Regions from separate parts of the Mus musculus genome. Here regions 2, 3, 4, 5, 6 and 7 are each linked to region 1. The links are chromatin contacts, called in public promoter capture Hi-C and targeted proximity ligation maps. All regions are on one chromosome and are shown on one strand. The core of a region is the stretch at or near the end of the contact, and the rest is flanking DNA. Distances in the headings are between cores, read along the strand shown.

Region 1 (3,253 bases), core at 269-2,768:
AAGTATGAAGAGTAGTTTCAAATCCTGATTTCTCCAAGACCCTGGGAGAGCTGCGCATGCTGAGTCTGCTTTCTTGTCAAGAACATGGGAACATGTCCTAACTCCCAGGGAGATAGGAGATCTATGCGCACTAAATGAACAGTTGCATGTAAGACATCCAGCCACAATGCAAGGCTGTTGGGAAAGCTTATAACCTGTCCTCCAATCACCTCTCAACACCTCTGTCTAGTAATATAAGCCCCGAAGTGTGACATGTTATGACCATGCTATGAGTCACAGTAAGTATACATTAACCATACCAAAATAAGCACTGTGAAACCTTAACAATCATTTCAAAAACATGTGTTCTTCCTTTAATAAAACTTAATCTTAAATAAAACTAAAAGGTGCACGGTGACTGCTGGATAAGACAGTCATTCCCATGGGAAGAGGTGGGGCAGGCAAAAGTAAAAGCTATGGTAGAGTACACATCTCTATTGTGGACTGTCTAGACCGAGAAAGTACGCGCATGCTTGAAGAGGTAAGACATATGGTGGACAGAATCCCAAAGTCTCCCTGTGTGTGGTATTCTGATGTCGGAATGTGTATTCTGAGTAGACATGGGCAGGTATATCAAGGGTGTATCAGAAACATTAAATTTTAGAGACTAGAGCACAAAAAGTTAGGAGTTGTAACTTCCACTGTAAGTTCCTGAGGGACAGTGCCCGGGCTCGCGCTGTCTGTGCCCCTCCAGCTTCACAACAGTGCCTTACTTGCAGAATTAGCGATTGCACCCACGTGGTAGCGGAAATACAATGGCAGAGCAGATGCTCTCCAAACAATTGCTGACAGGAAAGACCCAGGGATGGAGGCAGATGAGGCACTAGGGGCGGGTGACAGCGGAGACAAGAGCAGTGTGTCAAATCTGCAGGTTCTGACTTCTGCAAGCTGTCAACCTGTGCAGGTGACAGACAGCGACCCAGGGCGACCTTGGCAGTGAAGCCAGCCGGCGGAGAGTGACAGCGCGGGTCTGTGGGCTGCACAGGGGGGGAGGCCAGGTGAGCGTGGCGCCCCGGAAGCAGTTACCTGTAGTAGCTTAGGAGCCCGTTGCTCAGCACGAACCATCGCCGCTGGTAGCCTTTGATGTAATTGGTCCATTTGAAGAGCCAGCCCTCTCTAGCCGAGCCCGAGCCCCCGGCGCCCGAACCGCCCGAGCCCGCGGCTGGCGGTGCAGAGCCCGGGCCGCCTGCCGCCACTCCTCCGGCCCCGGGGCCCGGGCCGCCCGCCGTCGCCGCCGTCGCGGCCGCCACCCCGGGGCCGGGCCCCGCGTCCCCGCGTCCGCCGCCGCCTCCCACCGCGGGTGGACCCGCGCCGCCGCCGCCCGGAGCCGCGATGGCTGCCGGGCCCGGCCCCACCACTCCTCTCAGCTCGGTCGCCGCCATGAGCCGCCGCCGCCCGGAGAGACACGACCGGAACCGCCTACGAGCTCCGCCGCCGCCGCCCGGAGCGCCCAACACGGCTAGCGCTTCAGCCGCCGCCGCGCAGCGTCCCCGCCCCGCCAGCCCCGCCGCGGGAAGGAGGGCTCGACTGCCGGGAAGGAGGGCGGCGATTGGTGCCGCCAAGTGTCACTTGCGGAAGACCCCGCGGACATTGGCATTTCTCTCGGGCCTGTCATGCTACTCCGCCCAGTGAGAAGCTCAAGGCGCGACGCGTCCTCCAGGCCTGCTTTCGATTGGCTAACAGGAAAGCCAATCAGGCAGGGCTACAAAATCATTGGTGGCTTTCCGAAGTCCGAGGACGGGAGAATGCAGAGCTCACGGCCGGTTTGGCCTCCGAATGGCTAGTACTTCCGTCAGTCATTACAGTTTATGCTTCTGTCATTGCCACGTCACCCCCGCCCATCGCGCTGCCCTTCATCCTCTTCCGCCCTTACGGATTGGTGGTTGATATCAGCTGCTCAAACCTTTCTACCAATTACTGAATGCATTGAAGTAAATGGGGCAGAGTCCAGCCTTCACATACTCATTCTTATTTTTTATTGGCTGACACCTATGTCTTTCACCTGTCGGTGGAGAGGCAGGGCTATGATTGGAGATGATTGGTTCTGGACATTGTCAGTGAAAGCTGCAGTTGGCCGAGATAGCAAATAAATTCATGGATGCACAAGTGGGCAGGCACGTTTGCAGCTTTAAGGAAGTGATGGGTCTCTATAAATGCTCTTGATGTGGGTGTGCTGTGGAATTCCCTCCTTCTCAATTGAGACTTGCAGATGGCCTTAATAAAGAGAGATGGATGGTTCCTGGGTCTCCTAGGGATTCCGTTTTCATATCCTGCTTCCGGAAGAACCCAGAGAGAGCTTCCTCGGCCCCCTCCTGGACTCACGACTCCTCCAATCCTCACCCCATTCCCTTTCCTGGTCTACCCTCTGTCTCTTCACTCTAGATTCTAATACACTTCTATTAATTCTGACCATCTAGTTGCCGACCTTATTTACGGGGAGAATAGATTGGCAAAGACCTACTACCTACCTTTATATCTCTTTTCCAAATCTAAAGGCCCTTGTTAGGTTTAGTGTGGTAAAAACACAATTAATTCTCTTGTTTATTGCTAGGGTTTTGTTTTGAACTGGGTGTTGAATGATTAGATTTGATCAGCTTAATTACAGCTGTGTTAGAGGTCACAAATTTCAGTAACTAGTCCAGCATTGAGCTGTTGTGAACTATTATTACAAAAATAGCCAAAACCTGCATTTTGGGGAATCTAACACCTATTACAGTGTAGCAGTTTTTGACCTGGCAGTAGGAATAGGGTTTAACTTTTATTTATTCATTTCTTCTGATTTGTGTGTGTGTGTGTGTGTGTGTGTGTGTGTACACCTAAGTGCAGGTACTTGTGGATGCCAGCAGAGGGCATAAAATCCCCTGGAGCTGGAACTAAAGTTGGTGGGTAGCCAACCCATAAGAATACTGGGAACAGAACTCAAGTTCTCTAGAAGAACAGGAACTGTTAACATCTCTCCAGTCCTAGGAGTTGCTTTTAGATACTGTAAAAAACTATTTACCTCATGAATATCAAGAAGTAATCTAAGCTGGGAGGTGTCGGCACATACCTTTAATCCCAGCTCTGAAGAGATAGAGGTGGGTGGATCTCTGAGTTCGAGGCCAGCCTAGTCTACACAGAGAAATCCTGTCTCAAATGGAAAGAAGGAAGGAAGGAAGGAAGGAAGGAAGGAAGGAAGGAAGGAAGGAAGGAAGGAAGGAAGGAGTGAATCTAG
Region 2 (3,253 bases), core at 350-2,849, 1.7 Mb after region 1:
ACATGGGGATGATGATGATGGTGATGGTGGTGATGATGATGGTGTGTGTGTGTGTGTGAGTGTGTGTGCGAGTGTGTGTGTGTGTGTGTGTGTGTGTGTGGAACTTGTGTAGTTTTCTATGTGCCGGACAGCTAAGGGGTAGACTGTAGTAGACTATTTAGGGATGGCCACGTGGGCATGCTTTCTCCATTAGGAACTTTGGTGAGTAAGGAAAAGAGCTGATTTTGCAGAGTCCTTTCTGCCTGGCATCAGTTGATCTACCATGGTTCACAGGACCAATATAATTCTTTCTTCCAGGTGTCTGGGACTTTGAAGCAAGAGATATTATCTCCAACTGTGTGGTTTGAATGGACCATGACAATCTAGAGATAACGTCCCTGAACCCAGGCCTCCCCAGATTTCTGAACTTCCTGAGACATCGGGAGCTCCTCTCCAGGAATTCTTGAAGTGCTCATATTTGTTCCCCAAATCCATTTTCTTTACCTAAGCCAGAGCTTATCTTTGCAATAACCGTAGATGCTACCGAATTGCCTGGCGAGGGGCTGAACTCTGCAACGAGGAGAAGTCTGTCCCGGATGCAGGGTTTCACTTTCAGTCAGATGTCCACCTATGTCCTCCAGGCCTACAGAACAAGTCAATCATCCTGACGTCATTCTCAGAATGACGTCTGAGCCCAGGAAACATTTCACACGCTTGCTTTCTGCGTTACTTTCCTTTCGACCTCTCATATCTTTCTGCTCGACTTTGGAGACTTAACTGATTGCATCATCATGACCGCTAGATCCAATCTTACCTATGACCCCCTGTGCAGCTGCAGCTCTTAGCTTAGCCCCCATGTGACCTGATATCTCTAAGGGCAAGCCTGCTCCCACCCACTCCCCAGACTCAACCCAGAACACCAGCATAGCTGTGTCCCTGCCAAAAAGCAGCTTTCAGGAAGGCGAGTTGAGCGACTTGCGCATGAATGGATGGGCGTGTGTGAAGGAGAACAGGAGGGGCGATTTTCTTCATTTATCAGAAAATCAAAATTGATCAAACTCCCCTTTTGCTGTCAGGCACTATGCTGGGTGTTGAGGAGGGTGAGAGTAGGGGGGAAGAGGAGGACATAGATAAAGATGTGTCCCAACTCCTCAAGACGCTGCTAGGTCCCCTGAAGGAGGTGGAACCCATCTCTCTCCTTTCCTCCCCCAAACAAACCAGTTCTCCGGTGATCCTACTTGCTATTTTTCATCTCCCACGCTAAACCCTGTCACGCGGGACCTGAAGGAGGGGAACCCAAGCAGCTACCGTGCCCCTGTTCAGTGCCCACGGTCCAACCCCTTTCGTCTGCCCACGGAACCCCCGTGGAGGCCTCAGCCCCGCGCCCACCGCCCCCACGCGCGGGGATCCAGGGCTCCACCACCTCGGGCCTGCGCGCCTCTCCCCTCCCTGGCGCTAGGGGGCGCTGCCGCCCCACGGCCGTCGCCATGGTCACCGCTGGCGGCGGAGTGGGGTTTACGTAAAGGACGCAGCGTCCCCCGGGGGGCGGAGGCGGCCTTCGCGCCGGCGCCGGCGCCCTGCGGAAGCAACGTTAGTGAATAGGGGCCTTGGGGAGCCCAGGATGGAGGTGGCGGTCGCAGTGGCCGCGGCGGGCCGAGCCCTGCGGCGGGCCGGAGGTAAGGGGGCCCGGGCCGAGTCCCGGGCGCAGGAGCTCTGCGAGCGGCGTGGCGGGCTGGGCAATGTCCACTGCGCGCGGTGGCCGGTCCGACAGGTCCGCGGGCGGAGGTGCGGCTGCCACGCGCGCTCGTGGCAGGTGTGAGGTCCGCGGAGCCCCGGGCCACCGGCGTGGGGATGGTGACACGCATGGCACGGGCGTGGGCAACGTGGATACAGCACGGGCAGCGTGATTTTTCCTGGCGAGGGTGTCAGAAGACTCACCCCCGCCTTGGTGTAGCGGTGGCCGCCCAGGTGTGAGGAGGGTGCACCCTCTGTACAGGAGGGCGATGCACGCAGCTGGTGCTGGTGGGTGGCCAGCTGATGCTGGGCCGTGATGGTGCGGTGGGCATGGGTGTGAGAAAGTGCTGCCATTGCTTGGATGTTGGTTGGCATGGTTCTGGCCTTGGGCTTGACATGGTTTGGAGTGATGGTCCTGGGGGCTTAAAGAATCAATGTCCTGGGCATGACTAGTGGCTCCGGCCCTGCTGTGAGAAATGGCCTTGGCTTAGCGCAGTGCCCTGGAATGACTAATACTGTGAGGGAAGACAGGTGGCCCTCAGACCCTGGTAAATAAGAGGGTAAATACCCACCCTTACAGGGAGATCAGTAGGGGCGACGTCTCTGTCATGGGGCTCAGCATTAATGCCTGTTGGTGTGCTGGCCTTGGGGCAGAAGGCTGGAAGAAGGTTGGTGTTTTTTATGATGGATGAGAATAAGAGACACCATGTGTCTACCATGAGGTTCTTGGTTGCTGTCCCAGGTAGAGCTCTGCTCAGTTATGAACCTTTACCTGGCTCATGAGTCCTCCCCCATTTGGAGGAAGATGGGAGGAATAGGTGGTTCTCACTGGTGGTCCTTGTTTCTGATTATAGGAGACTCAGAAGGGTATAGAGAAGTAGCCCAGGCTACGTCGTCCCTGGGCCCTTCCTTTCACTTGGTTGATGGCGGTGCTACTGGGTTTCTGGGAATTGTATCTTTTGGGCTGCGTGGAAGATGGTTCTGTGGCTACTGGGAGTGTTTGGAGATTGCATATATCCTAACTAGTCTTCTGAGAAGCTTTGGAGAAGGTCCCCCATCTCTCTATCTCTTTCCTTCCCTCCCTCCCTCTATCTCTCCCCCCTCCCAGCCCCCATCTCCTTCCTCCTCTCATTGCCACATGATGTCCCACTTCACAGAGCATCAGTGGGCAGACCCCTAGAGACGTTGAAGACTTCAGGGTGTTATGGGTTTCTTGGGGGGGAAGGCACAGAAGTAGAAGCAAAGAGCTGAGCTTTGCATGAGAAGGGTGTTTCTTTGCCAACATGGGTGCTTGGAGAAGCCTCCCTCCTTTGAGGGAACTGAGTTAAGTTCCCTAAAGCTGACATGTTGTCCACTGTCTTTAGAGCCAGATAACTTGAATTCCAGTCTTTGGCTGTGTGACCTTGAGCTGGTGTTGTTACCTTTAAGAGTCACTTCACACAGTGATCCCAGTGGTCCCAGAATGAAGGAGACTGTGCGTGGAGAATTCTATAAGCAGCAAGAGGCTATACGAAGGTCAGGGATTTCCATCAGGGCAAGA
Region 3 (3,253 bases), core at 510-3,009, 1.5 Mb after region 1:
CAGAACTATATAGTAAGACTCTGCCTCACCCTCCTTCTCAAATAAATAGTAATATATATCTTTTATTTTATTTTTTTTAATTGTTTGGTGCATGATTACACTAGAGGGTTTTTGTTTTTTTTTTGGATTTATTTATTTATTATCTGTAAGTACGCTATAGCTGTCTTCAGACACCCTAGAAGAGGGCATCAGATCTCATTACGGGTGGTTGTGAGCCACCATGTGGTTGCTGGGATTTGAACTCAGGACCTTCGGAAGAGCAGTCAGTGCTCTTAACCACTGAGCCATCTCACCAGCCCCTATCTTTTATATCTATTATTGGTAATTTGTAATTTTTCTCCTTCCTCATTTTTTTCTTGATCAATATAGCCAGAAGTTGTCATCAATTTCATTTTCTCTTTCAGAGGGTTTGCCTTTTATTTCATTGGTATTTTGTGTGGCTTCCAGTTTTCAGTCCCAGTGGTTTCTGTTGTTGCTCATGTTCTTCGTGTCTTAAGCGTGATTGGCATTTCCTAGTTGTTTGAAGTAAAAACTAAACTCATCAGAAACCTTCTTTTCCACATAATCATTTGGTCCCTCTAAGCAAATGGTTCTCAACCTTCCTAACGCTGTGGCCCATTAATACAGTTCCTCCTGTTGTGCTGACCCTGACCATACACTTATTTAATTGCTACCTCATAACTAATTTTGTTACTGTTATGAGTTGTAATATAAATATCTGATGTGACCCATAAGTTGAAATCACTGCGGTAAGCACTGTTTTAACTTCCTGTTACATATTTTTACATTTTCATTATATTTCATTATCATTACATTTTATACTTCAGGTTATTTTGTAATTTCTCTCATGACTCTGTTCAGCCTATGTTTAACTATTTAACTATTTGGTAAATTGCCAGAATTTGTTTAAGTTTGCTTTTGGATCTGAAGTACAAGTACCTTGGTAAATATTCCATACACGTGAATGTGTGTCTTCTGTTCTTATGGGCGAGCGTTCTGTGAGCGTTGCCTGGACAAGGTGGTTGATGGTGCTGTACTCTCCATGGTTCTCATTTTCTGAGGGTCCGTTCTGTCAGTTACCCAGAGAGGAACATTGGCATCTGCTCTAATTGTGGGTTGCCTGGGGATTCAGTAACCCCTTCCCTTCCCTCAACCTTTGCTTTATATTTTCAAGGGTCAGGTGTTAGGTGCAAACACGTCTGGGATTTTAATTTTTTTTTATTCATTTATTATTTATTTTTGTCTGTGTCTGTGGAGGAGGAGCACCTGCATTCCACAGTGTACATGTGGAAGTCAGAGGACAACTTGTAGGAGTCGAGTCTCTGCTTCCACCTTGTGGGTTCAAGGGATTGAATTCAGGTTCTAGGGTCTGAGGACAAGCACCGTGATCAACTAAGCCAGCTTGCTGAGCCTTCAGATTTCTTTTGGTTAGTTTTTGCTTAGTGTGTAGCTTTCTGTTTAGATTGTTTTCCTCTTGCTTTGTAAAAATTTACCAAGTTTTTAAGTTTACTAAACTTGGAGTTACATCGGTTTCTTGGCTCAAAGTTCTGTGGGTCAAAAGCTCTGCCCAGATCTCACATTCAGAAGTCAGTGAGTCAGGAGTTCTGTGTTTCCGTCTGGAGACTTGGGGAAGGATCTACTTCTAAGATCATTGACATATTTTTCTGAGAATTTGTTTTGTTTTCTTGACGTTGGAGGGATGACTTCCCTAATTGACCTGCCAGCAGTGAGTCTCTTTCAGCTTTTGAGGGCCTTGCTCCATAGCCCTCTCTGCCTCAGGAGTGGCTGTCTTTCCTCACACTTCCCATCTGTCTGACTTCCTCTTCCATTCCCAGCTAGAGTACTTACGTTATAAAATCACAAGCTGCTTTGATCTTTATATCTAAATTGAGTTTTTCTGAAGTCAGAATGCATGCTCTTTCATTTTACCCGATCTGACAGTCTCTGTTTTTCACTAATGTGTTTAGATCTTTCATATTTACTGAATTCTCAATCTGTTTGAACTCTACCATTTTTGATTGTTTATTTCATCTGTTCTTTGTCTCTTTCTCCCTTAATTTGTTTGTGTGTATGTGTATGTGGGGGTTATTGTCGCTCTTGGCTTATTTATGTCCTTATAGGTTTTTAATGATTGCTCCTGGGTTCACAGTATACGGTTGTAATTGATCAGAGTCTGCCTGCAGGACGCTTGAGCCTCATGTACAGTGTGAGGCCTGGACAACAGGGTGTGCCACCCCTGCCCTGCTCCTGCCCTCCGCTCTTGTGCTGCTGCCATTCTTTTTACTTTAAGCCTGGAACACATTTCTCCTGTTATACTGTGGACAGTAAAGAGGGAAAAATTAAAATAAATGTTCAAATCTCATTAATTTTTGGCTGTTTCTGGAGATGGTTGTTTCTTTATATAAATGTCTGTTCTATTCCACCATGATCCCCCTGCTGAACTTCCCTTACTATTACTTGTAGCACAAATTGGCTGCTTTGAATTCTCTGCCTTCGGTATGAAACTAAAGACTCATGGGTTGGTTTGTTTTCCAGCACTTTATGAATGTGTACTTCTTTTGCCAGGCTATCAGCATATAATTCCAGTTCAGGAGATTCTGGCATCTACTTGTAGGCTCTGTGGGCACCAGGGACACATGTGGTACATATACACACACAAGCAAAGCAGTCACACCCATAAAATAAATAAACAAATCCAAAATTAAAAAGCCATTTTAAAACTTTAAGAGATGAGATCATACTGGGCTCCCAGGCTGACCTGACTCCTAAGCCTCCATCAACCCTCATGCCTCAGCCCTGAGTAGCTAGACTTACAGACACATGCTACCATGCCTCAGCCCTGAGTAGCTAGACTTACAGACACATGCTACCATGCCTCAGCCCTGAGTAGCTAGACTTACAGACACATGCTACCATGCCTCAGCCCTGAGTAGCTAGACTTACAGACACATGCCACCATGCCTCAGCCCTGAGTAGCTAGACTTACAGACACATGCCACCATGCCTCAGCCCTGAGTAGCTAGACTTACAGACACATGCCACCATGCCTCAGCCCTGAGTAGCTAGACTTACAGACACATGCCACCATGCCTCAGCCTGAGTAGCTAGACTTACAGACACATGCTACCATGCCTCAGCCCTGAGTAGCTAGACTTACAGACACATGCCACCATGCCTCAGCCCTGAGTAGCTAGACTTACAGACACATGCCACCATGCCTCAGCCCTGAGTAGCTAGACTTACAGACACTTGC
Region 4 (3,253 bases), core at 478-2,977, 1.4 Mb after region 1:
TCTGTAGAGGTAGAGGGCTCAGTTTTGTTTTTCTTTTTCTTTTTTTTTTTTTTTAAGATTTATTTATTTATGTATGTGAGTACACTGTAGCTGTCTTCAGACACACCAGAAGAGGCCATCAGATCCTATCACAGATAGTTGTGAGCCACCATGTGGTTTCTGGGAATTGAACTCAGGACCTCAGGAAGAGCAGTCAGTGCTCTTAACCACTGAGCCGTCTCTCCAGCCTGGGGCTGAGTTTTATTTGTGGCTTACTAAAGAAAAGTGTGTAAGAGCACGGCTATAGATAAAGCCCAGTGGGGAGTGTTTGCTTAGCAGCCCCAAGCTTTGGGTTAGACCCCAGAGGGCAGGAGACCCAGCTGCATATTCTAAGGTTCCTGCAGGTTACTGACTTAGTCTGTGTCCACTTTTGGTACCTATGCTGTTGTGGCATCCTGACATGAAACAGCATCATTTTCTTAACCAACCAGGTGATATTAAGGCTATAGATTATATCATCTCTGTTGACAATGGGTAAACTTTTCACTGTAGCATGAGAACTATATGTGTATACAATATCAAAATGTTTAGGCAGAGTGATTTAAGACCCATAATTTACAAAAACAAGCAACTGGTCCACCCTCCTTTCCTCTGAGACTCAGAGCAGGGGTGTGTATGAAGGTAGTTCAGATGGGGTGCAGGGACCAGGGCTTTCTCCATCACCTCACCTTGCCGTGGTCCTTTAGTGGGAACTTAGAATTCCATTTAAGACCTGCCAGAACATTGTGACACCCACTTGAAACCCCTGTACTGGACGGGAAGCAGAGGCAGGAGAATTTGAGGCCTGCCTAGCCTACATAGGAGACCTGTCTAGCCAAACTAAACCAGACCTGAATAAGGCAGTGGAAGGCACAAGCAGAAGTGAAGGAGGAAGGAGAGCAGAGGTGGAGGTGGGGAGTGATGGAGGGAGGCTTCTACTTAAATTATTCTCCCGGAGTGAGGACCTGCTTTGAGAAGCAACAATTACTGCCTTTATCCACACTCCTACTAGGTAGGGAAATAGCACTTTCATTACAGGTTACTTACTCTCTCCCGTTATTTGTTGACTGACTGCCATACTCTAAGGGCTGACAGCTGGAGTCTTTTCAGAAATCTTACTCTTTCACCCCCTGCCTGCAACAACACGCTCTTGCTTCAAATTGCGGCCAGGGTTCGTTCATAGCGCAAGCTTGTTGGAAACATTTCTCAATTTCCAACTGGCCAGACGCTGTCTCCTTTCAACACCCTTGCACTCTTTGGGTCGCAGGAGAATCTCATTATAGCACCGCTGTTTTCCCTTGTACTCCTAGAAAGGACATTCTATCTTCAACGGTTTTGGTGTTTACATAGGCTCCAGGTAAGCCTTTTGCACGACAGTGGCATGGGGTGTTTTTAAAAAAAACACATGCAGTAGAAAAGAGAATGGTGGGCGCAGGGCCGATCCTCCAACTACTCGGCCACACCGGGCCACTAACGACCTACGCCATGACGCCGGGGATGGAGAGAGTTCAGCTGGAGAAGTGTTCTGGTCTCTCTGCCGTCGTTTAAAACCCCATCCTCCCCCTAGACCACTGTAGGTGGTTGACGGCTGGCGCTGTTCTGTGCATGGGCGCGGCCGGTGGGGTAACCATAGAGTAGCACCGGCAGGCAGAGCGGCCAGAAGACCGGGCGGCTCGGTGCCGCGCTTCCGGCAGCGCCGCATTGCTCCGGGCGCTGCAGTGTACGCAGTTTCCATGGGGACTGAACATGGCGCCGCGAGGTGAGACTCTGGAGGTGTGTGTCTCTGCCCCTTATCCCACGGGTACCTGCCAGCCCCCTCCACCTCTCTGTCTCCAGAGCTCGACCTAATCCTCCATTTCTAAAAGTCGGGGTCTTACTCTTCACTTGTCTAAATCGGGCTTGGGTTGTTCTGATCACCCCGAGTGCCTGCATGGGTACTCGAATACCGTACTCTTAAAAATCCCCGGCTGGCCCTATTCTGGGATGGCTCAGTTATGAATCCTCCCGCCTTGGACAGAATTAGTTTCTGTGCCTCAATTTCCCCCTCAGAAGTGACAGGGTTGAATATTTGAGGTGCCTCTCAGCTGTGATTATAGCTGAATTGTCAGAGAAGTAGATGTCAAAGTGATTCCTGAGAAAGGAGATTGAAGGCAGTTCCTGCCACACCAACACTCACGTCATTAGCAATCAGAAGTTTCTCCCTCATTCACAATAATCTTGTGATTTCTCCGGATTACAAAGAACCTTCACACAGAACAGAGTAGAGCTCTAGCTGCCCTGCCCATTCTTTGTTTTGCTTTCTTTCAGATAAAAGATTGTCCTCAACCCCCCTGGAAGTCCTGTTCTTTCTGAATGGGTGGTACTATGCTACCTATTTCCTGCTGGAGCTCCTTATTTTCCTGTACAAAGGTAAGCCTGGGCCTATCTGCCTCTGCCCCAGCAACCCTTTTCCACTTTAGCATACTCCAAGAACCTTCTATCTTCTGGTCCTAGCGGCATCTCCATTGCAAGGCAGAAGTCTCTCCAACTAATGGCTTTAGAATGATCAAATAGGATGTCTTTCAGCAAGACTTGAGTTTGAGAAATGTGGGTTTCTCCATCCCAACTCTTTCCCCATCTCTCTTTACTAAAATATTCAGATCTGTGTACCATTATAATTCAGTCATTTGGCAGAGTCAGGACTTGGAAACTTAAAGCCTGTAGCTGTAACAATCTATACCTTGCTGATTTGTGAGATGTTAAGACTGGTTGGTATCCTTGTCCCGGGTTTGTGGCCGTCCATCCTTGTGGGGCCGTGGGGCTGACCGTTAGCTAGGTGGTGTGTGCATACTCTGGCTTTCCCTCCTGTAGGGCTCCTGTTGCCGTACCCAACAGCCAACTTAGTCCTGGATGTGGTGATGCTGCTGCTCTATCTTGGCATTGAAGTCATACGATTGTTTTTCGGTGAGTGTTGTTCAGAAAATATTTCCATTGCTTATGAGACATGCTGGAGCCTGTAACTTGATTAACAAGACAAAGAACCTAGGCTCACTATCAGAGTGGATCTGGTAATGTATATACCATTGCTTCTTCCCTGAGGCTTCAAGCTGCCGCTTCATATTCTAGGTCAAGGTTTACCTGTGTGTTTGTGAGTGAGGCTAGAAGCGGGCAGTAGCACTGATCTTAGACCAGTCCTCCCAGCTGCCTGAGTGCCACAAGAGTGCCTGCGTCTTCTCCTTGCTCTGAGAGAGGAAAG
Region 5 (3,253 bases), core at 417-2,916, 1.4 Mb after region 1:
GAGTTCCCAGCACCTACATCAGCTCACAGCTCCAAGGGACCAAATACCTACTTCTGGCCTTCACAGGAACCTGCATACACATAACATTCACATACAGACACATTTGATGAAAAGGAAAGGCAAAACATTCCAAACCAACCCGCATCACTCCAGTTACAAGTCCTGGACTAGCACTTTGCCACAGGCTTAGAACAGATGGGACACTTTTCTGACAGAAGGCCGGAAAGTTAGTTACATTGCTGTCTACAGTTCACAAATAAGCCCTCTCTTTTCCTAAAATAGCAAAAGCAAGGAAAAGAACGCAGGCAAAGGCTGAGACTACGCTCTCACTTGCACTGAGAGAGCAGTTTGTACTAAGACACCAGACATGCTCACCACTGCCGGGTCTCCTGTCCTTGCTTGGCTGAGCCCCATGCTCAAGGAGGGAGTCCACAGACTCTTTAGGCTGTTTGGGCTTGAAGCCTCTGTCACAACTATATTCATTCTTGGCTGGTGTAATATAAGAGTAGCCAGGAAGGGTATCTCAACAAATGAGCATGGCTGTGCCTCGTTAACACCACAGACACTGATGTCTAAGTTTTACATGATTTTCACATTTCACACAATATGATCCCTCTGCCCCAATAGTTTAAATATGTAAAAGCCACTCAGGGTTAGATGTATGGGGTGTAGTTTATCTACCTTGATTTAAGAAGTGTACCGAACCTCTATTTAATGTTTTCCTCAATTCACTGGCTAAAGGATTCTCATAGGCTGAGCTAAAACAGAATCAGTCCCTGGGTTAAGAAGTGAACCTTCCATTACTCTCAGGAAAAGGCTGTACTCCAAACACAGTTACTTTTAGAAGTTAGAGCTACAAACAAAAAGACCAAAGGGCAGAGTTAGTTGTTTCCTCCTCAAAGACGGAGGGACACTAAGAATTCTGGGGACCAGATTTAGAGTGCAAATCCTATAAACCTGCATCTTACAATTCAAAAGTACTGCAGCGCCGGGATCCAAAGAAGAGTAACTCGGTCAGGCAAATGGCAAGCCTGGTACAGGCACCCAGTTCCTGTGTTCAGTTCCCAGAACTCATTTCCAAAGGCAGCCCCTCCAAACGGCAGGACTCAGGAGTGAGTGACAAATAATATTCCACTCAGGAGTGTGAATAAAGTCCACCTTAGCACAAGTGCTCACAGACCGGTCCTTCGTCCTTCGGACAGTCAGATTTACTCCAGGTGCAAGGGGGGTATGACGGTGACTCCTTTAGTCAGGTTGGTTCTAGCAAGTCTTAGATGAGACGCCTTTTGAAAAGCGTGAGAGCCTCTACGAACACCACCTGCGGTATGGAAGGGGCACGGAAAAGTGTCCAATTCTTACGAGGAAAAATAGGCTGAACGCCGAGGTAAGACAGAGCGAAGCAAGGAAGCGGCGGAACCACCACTGGAACCCATAACCCGGCTCTCCCAGCCCGGGTTCTATCCCACCCTTAGCCACACAGTGGGACACCTTGGGGGCAGGTCTCTGGGACCCGCCGGTCAGCGAGAGCTGCCACTCCCTAGGCTCCTCTTGAACCTCGGAGAACTGACTTTCCAGCAAGTCTGCAGACCACGGCATCCGCTACAGAGGGCGCTAAGTGAGATTTTTATAGGCTCGGCCACTTCCGGGGGTGAGCTGGGGCGTCTGGGAAATGGGGTTTGCAAGCTAAGGGGCGCGTTCCTGAGCGGTCCGATTCCTAGGAGCGCTGCGTCCTATCAGCCTTGTCTCTAACCACAGACCCCGTCCAGAGACAGGTGAAATGCTGGGGTTAACAACCTCACGCTAGGGTCGGCCCTCAGCGAGGCAAGATAGAAGAACCGGTCACAGGGAGAGCCTGAGAAAGCAAAGACCCTAACATGGCGGGCAATTAGCAATCTACTTCCGGAATTTAAAGCCAGCTTCCGGAAGCCGAGCGAGTGTTCCCATGACAACCGACGTCGGTTCCTTGAGGTGCGTGTAGATGCTGGGGATCATAGAGTGGCTGGAAGTCAGAATTTTGTGTTGCTATTGCTTTTGCTATGAGTCTTTTGCCGAGGCCTTTCGGTCTGTGAGCGGATTGGGACTGGTGAGGAAAACCGTGTTAAACTGGAGGGTGCTCGACCGCGTAGCCAGAGCGAGGGGCGTTTCTGCCTAACGGATGCCCTTGGTAGAGCCTTACCAAGTGGTGCGTTTGACTCTACTCATTTGCGAGCTGGAGGAAATGACTCTATTTATGCGTCCTTGCCTATAGCCAGGGGATAATTCTTTCCTACCTTGCAGATTGTTATGAGGATTAAAGTAAATTCTCTTGGTTAACAAGATTATCATGGCGCTGGTACCTAGAGAGATATTGTGTGAAAACTCAAGCCCAGAGAAGTTACATTCATATATTTAAAGAGAGAGAGAGAGAGAGAGAGAGAGAGAGAGAGAGAAAGAAAAGAAAAGAAAACCACGGGGCTTTTCCACCGCGGAAGGTGGACGGGTTCCGGACCCCTCAGAACCTTTGCAAAATGAGGGTTATATGCACTAAAATGGCTGCTTTTCAAGTCCAGGGATCAAGTAAAGTTATAAATATGCTCCCCTCACTTGCTGCCTCAGTGTTTCTGTCATAACCTTTATAAAGTTCCTCTAGGAGAGTACTTTGTCTTCTCAACTCCTTCTGTATGTGACACTGTCCATTTCTATGAGGACATATTTCTCACCTACTTAGATAGCACTCTATAAATTATGAAATAGGCTGGTTGTATAGTGCCTCTTAGAATACCACTCTGCCACCTACCAGCTGTGGAATCTTGGTCTAATTAGTTACCTTTGCTGAGCCTCAGTTTTCTCATCTAGGAATTGAGGGAAATAAGAATTGATTTTCTACCTTATGAGGTTATTATAAGATTTTAATAACATCTGTGATTGAAACAGTTCCTAGAGTGTTGCATGAAATATATAAGGGTTTTATTTACTACCATTACTACTATTATGTGACCAGGCTGTCACTGCTCTGTAGTAACCCTAAATATTCTTGGTTAGAGTTGTGTATTTGTCAGGTGTGGGTAAATTCCTGTAGAACAGGCTCTCAGGGTTTACCCTGAGGATCAGGGCAGGAGGATCAAGAAGTTAAGATGAGCTTGGGCTACATAGCAAGATCTGGTTCCAAAAAAAAAAAAAAAAGCGCCATGCATTAAGAAGGATCCAGACATGGAGAAAAATTTGCTGTTAATGAGTCTCTAGAATGAATGACAAGTTATGGTGCAGTGGGGTG
Region 6 (3,253 bases), core at 471-2,970, 1.4 Mb after region 1:
ACAGGATGTGCTTACTCTGTGAAAATCAATCATTTTATCTTCACAGTACTCTACGGGAGAGGGCACCGTTACGCCCATTTGTAAACGGGGAAATCAAGGCTTTCAAAGGTGCTTTACATGAGATGACTAAGAAATGAAGCTAGGATTAACACTACAACCTCTGCGGCATTAACCCACAAGCTCCTTCAGGTTCTCTTCCCTAATAACTCTCTCCTTCTGGGATTCTGGTTACAGACTGCCATTCCCAAAGAGTTTCTACTTAAGCCTTCACCCATCCCATTTAAACTCTGCACCCAAGGGTTCCTTCAGGGCCCGTCCCTTACCTTGGGCCTGAAGAGCTCCATGACTGCAATCTTCCCGTACATTCCCACCTCTTTGACTGGCCGAAGACCCTCCGCAGTGACCACATAGATCTCTAATCTTGTGTTTTTAGCAATCAACAGGTTCAGATCTTCCGCTGAAGTAAAGTGTCCTGAAAGAAGAGAGCCTCTAACTTTGGAAGCTGGAGGATAGGCCTTTCAGGTACCTCTAAATAAATCTACCTAAGGACCTCGCCTCCTCACCAAATGAAGCACCTCAATGTCTTGCTTCACACACTCAACAAAGCTATAGTCTTAATCAGACTTTTAAAAATGTACTGTCGACTGGGCAACAACAGCCTGGCCTTCAACAAACTATGACCACGAAAATTCTTCGGATGGTTGTTGGGTTTTCCTTTCTAAATTACAACAGCAGACTGTAATTGACGCTAATGGAGAAAGCCTGTGTTTCCTTGAGTTCCCATCCAGAAAGATAAAGCGAAGAAAATTTCCCAGAGCCTTCAGTGTTGTCCTTTTATCTCCCAAGCAATCTACCAACACCACCCAGCCCTCTGTAGCTCTCTCTGAACAAGAAACTTTTGTTCTGAAATGATTAGCATTTACGTAAATACACGAATTTAAGTAGCTGAAAATATGAGTTCAAGATGAATGTTCTTTGGTTTGGGATGTAACTGCCGATAAAGAGCCACGCACACAAACAAGGCAAAGCTCGCACACTGACGGGCCAACCAAACCTTGTTCTCCAGCAGCGCCCTGGAGTAAACAACAGCCCCAGGCAAAAGGGTGGGTCTGGAGAGGGCCGGGGGGGGGGGGGTGCAGACATTGCTCAAATTCCTCAACCTCCTGGACATCCACCGGAAAATTATGAACTCAAAACTTGCCCCATTATCATCTCCCCTTTCCCCTGACCACATGGGGCAAGTTTGAAGACTCAATCAACCACGCACACAACTCACACTTCGCTCTCCGTCCCATCAGGCCTGGACCAATCCTCAATAACAAGTGACCTCCTATGAGCAAAAAAGGACCCAGAATAGCTGCTTCCGCTGCCCAAAAGGCGCGTGGTGGGAACAGCTCCTTTGAGATCGCGAGCTAAGGGGGACGTTCCGCGACTGCCAGCGCCTTCCATTCCCGGAGCCCAAGTTTTTGCTCCCGCCGCCCCTGGGGCCGCTGGCCTCCCTAGGCCTGGGATCCCTCCCTTGCCCGGGTCTCCGGCCGGGGCAATCTCACCGGTCACACAGCCGTTCACTGCAGTAGGCTTCTGCGCCGTTACGACGTAGTTGTACGACATATTGAGGCCTTGGGTTGGCCCGTGGGGCGCCTAGAGCGACGATAGAGAGACGGGCGCGAGCGAAGAGACTGAGAACCCCCACCCTCACGCAGCCAACTCCGTGGCTGCTGCCTCCGCCCCTGAGACACGTTGCAGGCCAGAGAGGCCAGGCGCAGAGGATCACGGGACGGCCTCACCTGGCCTCTTGGAGGACTTACGGAGCCCGAGGCGGCCAACCAAGCGAGGCCCCGCCCCCTGAGGTCCCGCCTTCTCCTAACCGCCAGAGGTCGCAGTACCCGGATGAGAGCGAGAGTACCGGTACGCAGGCAGAACTGGCCTCCTCTTTGGTCTGCTACGCCCTAAGTGGCCGCCTGCTGGCTTCCCAGCCCAGATCCGCGCCCCTTCCTCAGATTCTGCCTCCTTCCTTCCTCCATAGCTCCAGGCGTCCTCGGGGTTTTCCCTCTTTTAAAACAGGAAGGGCTGCGGAGGACTAGACTGGGGATAAGAGGTGACCATCTGTGCACATCCCAGAGTAGAATCGTGCTTTCCTTTGCTTAATTCTTCGAGCTCCTCCTGATCCCTCGAATGCCCTCAACTGACTTTAGAACAATCATCCCAGCCTCACACATCACCTGGGGGTGTGTTTGCTCACCTCTTTTAATTTCTCCAGAAACGAAAGGACTCTCCACTAAATTACTTGATAGCACTATTAGTGCCTCTACTGCGATACAAATTCTAAGCTCAAATACAACGCAGGAATTTCACAGGAAGAGCCTAAACACCCAGGTGACTAGTGCAATCAGCCCCGCAGATGCAGGTCCCAGGCTTCATCAGACAGCCTCCATGTCCCCAACCCCAAAGGAGGAGCAGCAGAAGCCTAGTCCTGAAGCATCTCCAGAATGCCGGAGGAGGAGAGCTAACTCCCTATTTTACAAATGAGGCAGAGATCAGTGTAGCTAGGTTTGAACCAGGTGGAACTGAAGATGATTTGTACCTCCCCAGCTGGCACTCGACTTGACTCTGGGAAACTGGTTGACTAAGGGGAAACATTAGGCTTTGTAGCAAGACTAGACATGGGCTCAAGTCCTAACTCTCAGCAACACAATCTTAGACAACTCACTAGAGCTTTCAGTCTGTGTTCCAGAAGTAAAATAGGATCACAGAGCTGACTCACTACTAGTGTGGCCAGCCAGAAAGGTAAAGGTCTTTGTACATTTTCTCCTTCCCAGCTTTAAGCTGGACATGATTCCAAACACTGCCTTCTGGCTAAGTGGGGGTGTGAACTTTGGTCAGTCCCCACGCTCCTCTCCATTCCTAGCCCACGAACTAGAGTTTGGACTTGGATCAAAGTCTGAGGCAGCTCCCTAATTCTTAAGGCACAGGCACGGGAGGCATGACATTGCCAATCGGCTGCCCATACCTTCAGCAACTCAAGTCCTTTCCACTCCTGCAGGTGCTGCTGTCTCTACTTCAGACCTGGTAGCAGTCAGGACCGTCCACCCGGCGGCATCTCAGAGCAGAAGTGTGAGCTCAGCTTGTTTCAGAACTTTCCCACCATGGTGAGTCCTGTGGGAGCCACAATAGAGGGACGACCATGGGGAACCCCACTCTGGACACCCGGACTCTCTCTAGTCCCCATCTGAGACGATGCTGCCTCTTGGGG
Region 7 (3,253 bases), core at 465-2,964, 1.3 Mb after region 1:
GAAGGAGAGGGCAATACAGACAGATGGACCAGCCTGAGCATGGGCTAACCGGGAGATTAACAAGGGCTAGAACTCCTGGAGCCGTGGAGCAAGGACCATGAACCCAGGCAAAGCAATAGGCACCAGATGACTTTCCCCACATACCCAGAGCTGATGGGGATTTCATCCCACCAACCAGAGCACCCTCTATGCCTGTCCATGTATCAGACAGAAATGATACAGGATAAGACGAACTTGCCTGGCTCTTAGGGTTAATAATCTGGGTCAAATGTGGAAACCTAGGGGGAACCATAGCAGTACAGGAAAGTTTGCTGGGGATTTTCCCTAGGGCCAAGTCCTTTTTTCCTCTCAGAAGTCAAAACCAGTGAAGACAAACCAGACCAACAGTGATGTCACACATAGAAACGATGATAGCAACAGCTGAGGCAGAGAATCCGGCAGCTGGGATCTACAGAACAACTTAATAGCTAAGCCAAAGGGGGCTCTGAAAGGGGCGTGAGGTGCCATCGAAGTGGTAAATGGTAGGGTGCCTGTGGAAGCTGGTGGAGTTCCACTTCAGATAGGCAAGGGTAGGGTGCCCACCAGAAAGCCCCAAGGAGCTTTTCGTGTGTGGCACAGTGATGCCAGGGAGACAGGTGGTGGGAGATCTGCAGGAACTGCAAGAGATCGCAGAACCCACGTGCTGGGCGGTAAGCTCTTCCTCCAGGGCAGCCCCTCTGAGCGCCCCTGGGAAGATGTGGCCGTGGGCCAGGCCACCCGCTGACAACGTGTACCCTTGCTATAAGCATCACGCACACACGATCACCACTCCCTCATCACCCCTTAGTGGTAGAGGACTAAGACAAACTTAGGGAAAATGATTGGGTTTGGAAAGACACGCCTCCCGCCTGTCGCCTGCGGCCTCCCGCCTCCCCGGCCTGTGCACACATGCGCAGATACCAAAGCATAACCCTGAGCCACCGGTGGCTCCAAGGTCCACCGGGTGCAGAGAGCAAGAGACACTGAGAAAACCCCCAACCCCAAAGCAACGTGTGCAGAAACGGAGGGGGTCCCGCACCACCAAGGAAGAAAGCCAGGCAGTTGAGACCAATTGGCATGTGCTGGGGTTCCCTAGCCAGAGGGTCAGCCTATTCCCATAGTACAAGATTCCTTGGAGCCGCGATCTCCATCTCCCAGATTCCTTAGCCAGAGCAGTCCCCAGCCAGGGCCACCCAACTGGCACAAACTACTGTCTCTTTGTCCAGACCCCTGGTGTGCCCTCGCCACAGAGGCTACAGGTCCAGCAGCTGCCCTATGCTAGTGTCTTCCAGCTCCACGCAGTGGCGCTAGAAGGCTGGGCCGCTGAAAGGCACCGGGCTCTTACCTCTCCGCAGAGTAGTGCCCTGGCGCCTTCCTCCCGGTATAGCCTCGGGCTGAAGACCCCAGCAACGGGATCAAGATGTAGGCGACATGGAGCAACAGTCTAGCCCACATGACTGGCAGCAGAGGTCCTGGACTCTACTGGGCTCAGGTCCCGCACCGGGGAGGGGGCTACCGACCTTGTCCCTCCTCCTGGAAGCGATCTGGTTCCCCCACAGCTGGCAGGGACTGAGGACGACGAGAAGAGGGCTGGTGGTTAGGGGAGGACTGCCTAGGCGGGTGGGGGTGGGGGTCCTTGCACCTTGGAAAGAAACACACAAAAGGAGCGCCGCCCGCCGGTGCCTCTCCGGGAGGCGTGGAGCCTGGGGCGGGAGCAAAGATCAGGGACCCCGAGGGCGGGGTTTCACCCTCGGCCCACACCCCCAGCCTGGGTTTGGGAGTCGCTTTCCACAGAATGACTGAAGGCTTCGAACCAAGTTGGAAAGAAACTTCAGGAACAAGGTTTTTGAGTTTCCATAGAATCCAATCTGAATTCTCAGTAGGTGAGACTTGTGGACACTCAAACCCAGGGCACTGAAGCGAGGCAGTTTTGACTCTCCCCAAGCCCACTAGATGGTAAGGATAGTGTATTGGTGGTTTAGTCTGCTTCCTTGCCAAAGGACATTAGCCTGTTTTGAACCCACAAGCTACCTGCTGGGAGTCAAATGGTTGAGTGGACAGCTTCCTAGCTCACCTGGGAGGTAAGAAAGCAGTGCGCAGGTGGCAAGGGAGCTAGGGGCGCAGAACTAGAAGGTTCAGTGTTTGGGCTCAGGCTTCGAAGTTGGCTCAGGCTAGAAGAGGTTTAGGCTGAAGAATGTAGAGCAAAATGATAGAACTGAGAAAGATCTAGTTGGGAGGAAGCGAAAAGAAGGCTCGAGTTTTACCTTGTTCTGGTAGCAAGCCCCGCCTAACCCTACCCAGTCTGGATTAGTCAAGCGTCTGTGTAAAGACTTCTAGGAATAAGAAAAATTGGCTGAACTAGTTTTTAAAAACTGTACTTCCCAAGCACGACTAAATCCTTCGCTTCTGCCTCGTGCTGATCCCAAGATCATTGGCATTGGTGACCACAGATAAACTGTGCACAGATGACCTGGATGCTAGCTGCCTTCTCACAGACACTTTCCTTTTAGTTTCTGAGCAAACGTTAACTCGGGTGTTTGATGCTTGTTGGTCCCCCGACCCTTAATTTGCAGTAAGAGGAAAAGTTCAAGTACTTTTGGATGTTGTGGTGCCATGGCTAATTGTTATTTTCAACTTGAATGGATATAGAAGCTCCTAGGCAATAAACCTTTGTGTGTGTCAGAGCTGTTTCCAGAAGGATTTAACTGAGTTGTGAAGACCCATCCTAAATGTGAGTGGCATTGTCACATGGGCCGGACCAAATACAAAGACCATAAAGTGAGTGCTAACATTCATCTGGCTCTCTATGCTTCCCCTGCCAAGATGGCTGCACCTGTGAGCCAGATAAACCATTCCTTCCTTGCTTGCTTGCTTTTATGGAGGTTATTCTGCCATAACAACTAGCTGTTGGCATAACAACTGGCCAGCCATCTTTCTACCTTAACCCACGTGGCTGAACCGAGACTTACATTTGGACCTGTATCTCATCTTGTTTGGGCCCATTCTATTATCTAGTCAAGCTCACAGCAAGCATAGTGCCAAAGATGAATGTGACTTCTCTGTACCTACACATCGAGTCCTAAGGACCTTCAGACTCCTTAGGGCAGCTTTCTTGCCTGGAAAAGGCAGAGGCTGCGCTTGCTACTGTCACAAGACAGGTGTTCTTCCTTCCCATCCCTGGGAAGCTATCTCTGAAACCACTACACACAGGATAAATCCCCTTACTACAGCCCTC

What was found. Promoter capture Hi-C pulls out the DNA fragments that hold promoters and counts their contacts.
Region 2: a promoter capture Hi-C map of liver shows a contact between it and region 1, with 4 times the contacts expected there. A contact is called at or near these places in 4 of 39 promoter capture datasets (the 3T3-L1 cell line, cranial neural crest, hippocampal neurons and 1 more) and 1 of 130 datasets of targeted methods (pancreatic cancer cells).
Region 3: a contact with region 1 is called in a promoter capture Hi-C map of the C10 cell line, with 3 times the contacts expected there.
Region 4: a contact with region 1 is called in a promoter capture Hi-C map of neutrophils, with 4 times the contacts expected there. A contact is called at or near these places in 5 of 39 promoter capture datasets (cranial neural crest, hippocampal neurons, liver and 2 more), 1 of 484 Hi-C or Micro-C datasets (cortical neurons), 1 of 130 datasets of targeted methods (memory CD8 T cells) and 1 of 9 other capture datasets (liver).
Region 5: a promoter capture Hi-C map of liver shows a contact between it and region 1, with 3 times the contacts expected there. A contact is called at or near these places in 5 of 39 promoter capture datasets (cranial neural crest, hippocampal neurons, liver and 1 more), 1 of 130 datasets of targeted methods (extraembryonic endoderm stem cells) and 1 of 9 other capture datasets (liver).
Region 6: a contact with region 1 is called in a targeted proximity ligation map of astrocytes, with 5 times the contacts expected there. A contact is called at or near these places in 9 of 39 promoter capture datasets (the 3T3-L1 cell line, the C10 cell line, HPC-7-derived erythroid cells and 5 more), 2 of 484 Hi-C or Micro-C datasets (CD4 T cells and embryonic stem cells), 10 of 130 datasets of targeted methods (astrocytes, embryonic forebrain, embryonic stem cells and 5 more) and 3 of 9 other capture datasets (adipose tissue, liver and pancreatic islet).
Region 7: a contact with region 1 is called in a promoter capture Hi-C map of hippocampal neurons, with 9 times the contacts expected there. A contact is called at or near these places in 3 of 39 promoter capture datasets (the C10 cell line, hippocampal neurons and liver), 1 of 130 datasets of targeted methods (embryonic stem cells) and 1 of 9 other capture datasets (embryonic stem cells).

The regions. Positions count from the first base shown.
Region 1 is chr19:11,964,109-11,967,361 of GRCm38.p6, reverse strand. Osbp (oxysterol binding protein) reads right to left here and starts at 1,518. Exons shown (of 14, transcript NM_001033174.1): 1 at 1,066-1,518. The coding sequence starts at 1,421.
Region 2 is chr19:10,303,223-10,306,475 of GRCm38.p6, reverse strand. Dagla (diacylglycerol lipase, alpha) reads left to right here and starts at 1,599. Exons shown (of 20, transcript NM_198114.2): 1 at 1,599-1,655.
Region 3 is chr19:10,509,452-10,512,704 of GRCm38.p6, reverse strand. All of the region lies in intron 3 of Sdhaf2 (succinate dehydrogenase complex assembly factor 2), which reads left to right. Among named protein-coding and RNA genes, the nearest start is that of Sdhaf2, 14 kb to the left of the region's middle.
Region 4 is chr19:10,554,237-10,557,489 of GRCm38.p6, reverse strand. It overlaps Tmem216 (transmembrane protein 216), which reads left to right and starts at 1,727. Exons shown (of 5, transcript NM_001277860.1): 1 at 1,727-1,777; 2 at 2,326-2,427; 3 at 2,869-2,961. The coding sequence starts at 1,765.
Region 5 is chr19:10,575,799-10,579,051 of GRCm38.p6, reverse strand. Tmem138 (transmembrane protein 138) reads left to right here and starts at 1,666. Exons shown (of 5, transcript NM_028411.4): 1 at 1,666-1,968. It overlaps Cyb561a3 (cytochrome b561 family, member A3), which reads right to left and starts at 1,895. Exons shown (of 8, transcript NM_201351.2): 1 at 969-1,895; 2 at 1-70.
Region 6 is chr19:10,604,064-10,607,316 of GRCm38.p6, reverse strand. It overlaps Ddb1 (damage specific DNA binding protein 1), which reads right to left and starts at 1,720. Exons shown (of 27, transcript NM_015735.2): 1 at 1,551-1,720; 2 at 324-472. The coding sequence starts at 1,611. Tkfc (triokinase, FMN cyclase) reads left to right here and starts at 3,059. Exons shown (of 17, transcript NM_145496.1): 1 at 3,059-3,149. The coding sequence starts at 3,147.
Region 7 is chr19:10,632,694-10,635,946 of GRCm38.p6, reverse strand. Vwce (von Willebrand factor C and EGF domains) reads right to left here and starts at 1,714. Exons shown (of 20, transcript NM_027913.2): 1 at 1,364-1,714. The coding sequence starts at 1,473.